2 separate regions of the Mus musculus genome follow, and region 2 is linked to region 1. The links are chromatin contacts, called in public HiChIP or PLAC-seq maps. All regions are on one chromosome and are shown on one strand. Each heading gives the region's core, a stretch centred on a gene start, on an enhancer-like site or on the middle of the called end of the contact. The rest is flanking DNA. Distances are from core to core; before and after follow the strand shown. Region 1 holds the start of Kifc5b (kinesin family member C5B). Region 2 has its middle 7.1 kb from the start of Hmga1.

The links. HiChIP or PLAC-seq counts read pairs in DNA pulled down with a chosen protein or histone mark.
Region 2: an H3K27ac HiChIP or PLAC-seq map of large pre-B cells shows a contact between it and region 1, with 5 times the contacts expected there. The contact joins the enhancer-like site here to the promoter of Kifc5b in region 1. A contact is called at or near these places in 2 of 39 promoter capture datasets (embryonic stem cells and hippocampal neurons) and 3 of 115 datasets of contacts at active chromatin or transcription factors (astrocytes, epiblast stem cells and large pre-B cells).

The regions. Positions count from the first base shown.
Region 1 is chr17:26,915,687-26,918,551 of GRCm38.p6, reverse strand. It overlaps Kifc5b (kinesin family member C5B), which reads right to left and starts at 1,461. Exons shown (of 11, transcript NM_053173.2): 1 at 1,267-1,461. The coding sequence starts at 1,284.
Region 2 is chr17:27,547,999-27,550,863 of GRCm38.p6, reverse strand. No RefSeq gene overlaps it. Among named protein-coding and RNA genes, the nearest start is that of Hmga1, 7.1 kb to the left of the region's middle. Within about 2 kb of position 1,478, at least 26 of the 459 cell types and tissues checked have an H3K27ac peak or open chromatin away from gene starts, as enhancers often do.

The DNA.
Region 1 (2,865 bases), core at 212-2,711:
AGCTTCAGGTTACTAGATCAAATATATATTGCTTCTTTTGGGTTTGTTTTCCTCTTTTTTTTTTTTTTTTTTTTTTTTTTTTTTTTTTGGAGACAATGTATCAATGGCCTGAATCTCCAAGCTCTGGTCTGAGCCTCCTCACAGGTGACCTCAGGTGCACAACGGACCTCAGGATGGTTTGTTGCTTTTGGTTCAGGGGATTATAGACCCAGGTGTGTTTCTTGGATGCTCCCTAGCACTGCACCACAGACCTCTTCCTTCCAGTTTTAACTCGTACCTTAATGTTGCTCCTCCTAGCTTTCTTCTTCCCCTTCCATCTGCTTGAACCTTTACAGTCCTTCACTCCCTCCCAATAGAGATACAAATTGTATTATGTCTGTCTCCCCAGGGACTGTCAGCTCACTGGTAGCTAGGACTCCTGTCTCCTACATAAGTACAGCTGTGCAGGGCCAGAAGATGCTTGGCAAATACTGCAGGAACAAATCTGAGAAAAACTATTTTACTTTTTAACTGTCACCTGTCACAGTGCAGTGCTCTCCCTTTTGGCTGTGAGTATACCAGAAAGTCTCTTCAAGCTGAACACCGACTGTGAGTCAGTCTAGACTGAAATGCTGGTAAACAAAGAATGCAGGCCGGTCTTTCCTGACACCAGAGAGATCAGTCCATTAATTACCACACACATACGCCTCAGATGCTTGTGGTGGAGAAGGGCACCCCCATAAACTAGTCAGCAGTCCAAATGAGCAAAAGGAAGAGGCAGGCGAGGGAATAAGGATCCTCTGGGCCGATGCCCCCATTTCTCCTCTCCCCTTCCTCTATCTCGATCCAGCAGCAACACAACAGGATATCAGCAAGAAATGTACTTTGCGGACAAGCGACAAGGCTTCTCTCAGAACCCTCGCTTCTCCCACAAGGCGATCTGCAAGAACTGAGAAGCACAAACATGTCGAATCCGCTTGAGAATTCGAAATGGGAAATGCTGGAGGGGGATAAGGGACACGGGATGGTAGCGCCTGCACGACTGGAATGGCGGACCAACGTCGCAGCGACTGTCCTGGGACCTCGCCGTGTGTGTGTGTGTGTGTGTGTGTGTGTGTGTGTGTGTGTGTGTGCCCTCACTGACTCGGCCGCTGGTGTCCTGGGCGCGAGGCGGTGCGACCCTCCCCTGCAGGACGGCTTGCCCCGACCTGTCCCCGGGACTCGGGTCTCCGGGCGGCCGGCCTGCGTCCTCCGCTATTGGCGCCAGGCCGTCACCGCCGCACTCACCTGCGCCTGCACGTCCATGGTGGTCCGCACAGGAAGGGATGCAAAGGCAGCAGGCAGGGTGACGAGACCCGCGTCCTCTCAAGGGCTCGCGCCGCAAAACGTCGGAGCCAGGCCAATTCGCCAGGCCAATCGGCCAAGCCAATCCGCCACACCAGTCACTTTTGAATTTCAACCTCCGCGCAGTCAACGCACTTCAATCCGCAGAGGCCAATCCGCGCCGGCGCTGCGGTCGCGAGCCAATCACGGCGCCCTCCGCCTCCGGGGCCACGCCCCCTGAGTCGCGACTCTTCTAGTCCGCCGGAGCAAGAGAACTAGACCCCTTGGATCCTACTTCCGGATCCGCTCTTCCTTATTTCTCCCTCTCCCCCTCCGGAGCGCGGAGCTAGGCCTCTGGTTGCGTCAGAAGTGCGCGTGTGTGGAGGAGTGGCGTGGGGGAGGCAATACGCATGTGCAAAGGTGCCTGAGCGGTGTCGGGGCGGAGCGAGCGCCACCTAGCGGCTGCTGCTGAACCTGCACACCTCCTCGACAAACCTGTAGACTGGAGACTGTTAAACCGAGGTTGCTCTTGGTCCGCTTTCTCAGGTCCGAAAAGTGGGAGCTGGTTGATGGCGCTGACCTGTCCTCAAAAAAGAAAAAAAGTAAAAGAAAAATTGGAGCCCATATCTGGAGATGTAATAAAGTCATAAGTCTAGAGCAGGTCCGGGAGGATAGCAAACTGGTTATCCCTGAAACTCATATAATGTGGAAGGTGAGAACTAATTCGCCACAAAGTTTTCTGTGCCCCTCCTGCCTCCAATAATATATATTATACATAAACAATATGTATTATATACATAAACATATCTTTACACATATACATAATATATACTCAATAATACCTATTATATATAAGCATATATAATATATATAAATAACATAAATTATATATTTATTTTGTTTTTTCGAGATTGGGTTTCTCTGTGTAGCCCTGATTGTCTTGGAATTCTATTTGTAGAACAGGCTGGCCTTGAACTTAGAGATGCCAGGGCTACCCTGTGCCACCATGCCCAGGTCAATAAACAATCTTTTAGATTAAAAAATCAAAACAAAACTATAAGCCAGGCTTGGTGGCACACACCTTTAATCCCAGTTCCCAGTACTCAGAATGCAGAGGCAGACAGATCTCTTGAGTTCAAGGCCAACCGGGTCTACAAAGTAAATTCCAGGGCAGCCAGGGCTTTGTAGAGAATCCCTGTCTTAAATAAAGAAATACACACATGCATACCTGCATACATACATACATACATACATACATACATACATACATACACACATACATACATAACTGGGTAAATAAACAGTATGTTTCTTGACACCAAGTTGTAAATCTACAGCCCTCTTACTTGAGATGTTTCCAAGTCTACAAATGTTAATGAGGGAACACTAAAAAATTTCTGGTTATAATTTTACAAACTGGTTATAATTTTAAACTAGACAGTATTTCCCTAGTGACTTTCTAGAAAAAAAGCAAAAGTTTTATTGTGTGATAGAATATGAGTTTGTCTTCTACTGAAACCTGTTTTGGGAGTTTATCTTTCTTGGCATGAAGCTTGACAGCAA
Region 2 (2,865 bases), core at 229-2,728, 630 kb before region 1:
GCAGCAGCAGCAGCAGCAGCAGCAGCAGCAGCAGCAGCATCTGTTTTTTTGTTTCCAAGACAGGGTTTCTCTGTGTCAGGCTGGCCTTGAACTTAGAGACCCACCTGTCTCTGCACCCCCCCCCCCCAGTGTTGGAATTTAAGAGGTATATCACTTGGGGCTGGAGAGATGGCTCAGTGGTTAAGAGCACTGACTGCCGCCGGGTGGTGGCACATGCCTTTAATCCCAGCACTTGGGAGGCAGAGGCAGGCGGATTTCTGAGTTCGAGGTCAGCCTGGTCTACAGAGTGAGTTCCAGGACAGCCAGGGCTACACAGAGAAACCCTGTCTCAGAAAAAAAAAAAAAAAAAAAAGAAGAAGGAGGAGGAGGAGGAGGAGGAGGAAGAAGAGGAAGAGGAAGAAGAGGAAGATGAAGAAGAAGAAGAAAGTAGTGTATCACCATGCCTGACTGAGTGAGATCTTTGAAGATCAAATACTTTTCCTTTGGCCCAAAGGAGCTTGTAGAGGTACCAGCCACCTATTGAATTCAGAGCCCGTGTATTTCCTAGACTGGGGACCCCAGGCCACCTTGAAACCTTTCTCAGGGTTGAGAAAACAGTCCTGGTCTCTGTTTGGGGATATGTGGCCTGGATATGTGTGTGTGTGTAGGGTGTCTACCAATCAGGTTGTAGAAGCACAAAAACGTTGTGTAGTCAAACAAGAGGCAAGTGTTAGGGAGTGAGCACGGTGGTTGTGGAGGGACCAGCAGGTCTTGTGGGGCGGGGCAGTGAGCACACTCCAGGGGATTTATTAACCTCCTAGGCTTGGTTTTCTTCATCTTCAACCCCAGCAAGCTGGACACCAGGCCCAAGGCCTAACTGTGAGTGTAAGTCTGGTGAATGGATGGGTGGGCTGAAGGCCTCCTGAGGGCTGGAGGAGGTAGGTAGCTGGGGGTGGGCATAAGGGAGGGGAGCTAGCTCCTGGTAGGAGATGGGGGTGGGGGCTGGAGCTGTGAAGTTGGCCTGGAATCTAGCCTGGAGCGGGCAGCAGAGAGCCCTGCTTTCCCATCTTCCTGGTCTTCATCCATCCTGTGCTTGCCAGGCCTGTCCCCACTGCAGGGCTCACTGTGACTTCCAGGACCCAGTCTCCCTTGAGACTGGCTCAGGCAGCCTCTTTGCATTCTCCTTTCTAGGGACCTAACCACAGCACCACACATCAGTGGCTCGCCAAGATAAAATCTCCTGGGAGCAGGCAGTGGGCTCTAGGCGTGGGTTAACTCGCACTGGGGATCCTCTACAGCCCTAAATCATCTGGTGGGGTGAACAGAGAATCCCGAGATAGTCATGCTGACACTGGCCAGCCATTCCAGTTCTTGGGGGCAGTGCTAGGCGGGAGCCGCTGACAGCCAGGTTTCTGGGTCACCATCCAGGGTGCCCTGCCAGTTCCCAGGCCTGGGTGAGGAGCATGTGCGCTCTGCCACTGAAGCTCATGCCCCTCTGCTGCCTTTGTCCTTGTCCTTTGGGGCGTGTTCCCATCCCCCACCTCTAGTCTGGCAGCAGCCTCAGCCCTGAGCGAGCTCAGGGGCCCCCAAGGAGGGGCTAGGTGCTGACCATCAGAGAATTCCTGGGTTGGTAGAACTGATGTAAAAAAGACTCAAAGCCCCCTACCAACAATGGTCTCTCTTGTTTGGCAGGAGCCTGCCCCTCCAGCCTACTGCTCAGATGGGCTCCTCTTCCAGAGGATCTGCTGCCGGAAGACAGAGCAGAAAAAGGACATGTTCCCACAGAGATGGATTGAGGTTGCCCACCTGATGTCCCGGCTCACACAAGGTCCGTCTGAAAAGGGTGGCCTCCCCTGGAAATGTACCTCCCTTCCTAAGATCTCAGCAGTCATACAGTCAGGCTGAGACCCAAGAGTTAGTGCATCTCACAAAGGACGGGTGAGAGGTCCAGGGGCCATGGTGGGGGTGGAGGTTGGGGCATCTTAGGCCGTCCTTGGTGTGGGTGTCTCAGGCAGCTGGTGAGGTGGGATAAATCTCCTGGGGGACCGTGTTGTTTTGGGACACCCCCCCCCCCACACACACATCATTTAGAGAAGGGAATGGGCCCAGCAAGGATCAGGTCAAAGCTGAGGGCTCTAGGGATGCCAGTCCTCCTGTGATGCTGTCCCCACTGCCCTGGCCAGCACATAGGGCCAGCCCCTCCCCCAACATGTGACCCTTTATTGTACTTGAGGAGGGAGCTGCTGGATGTGTAGCCTCCAGGACGATGGATTCAGGTGCAGGTCTCTCTTCCTGCCATGCAGGTTCACCAGCTAGGGTATCTGCCTCCTGCTCCGTGAGGTGATTTCAGGTTTTTTTTTTTTTGTTGTTGTTGTTTTTTTTTTTTTTTTTACATTTTGTTGTGGCTTCTAGAATGTTTAGATGTGGTCTCTCTCTGTCTCTCTCTCTGTCTCTGTCTCTGTCTCTGTCTGTCTGTCTGTCTGTCTGTCTCTCTCTCTCTCTCTCTCTCTCTCACACACACACACACACACACACACACACACAATCCTAGCACTTAGGAAACTGAGGCAGGAGGATTGTGGCAAAAAAATCTAAAAGCAATAGGCAGTCCCAAGCTTTAATCCCAACCCACTTGGTCTTTACAAGGTTAATCTGGTCTACATAGTGAGTTCTGGACCAGCCAGGGCTACACCGTGAGACCCTGTTTCCAAAACAAACCCACAAACATAAAATACTCACACACATAAAATGAGCAAGTCTTTAAAAAAAAAACAAAGTCAACTAAAAAAGAACATTCAACATTCCTTGGGTGAGCCTGAACCTCTGCAGCACAGTGGCTGGCCTAGATAATTCTCTGTATTTATGGCTTGCTGGTGCGATCCCTGA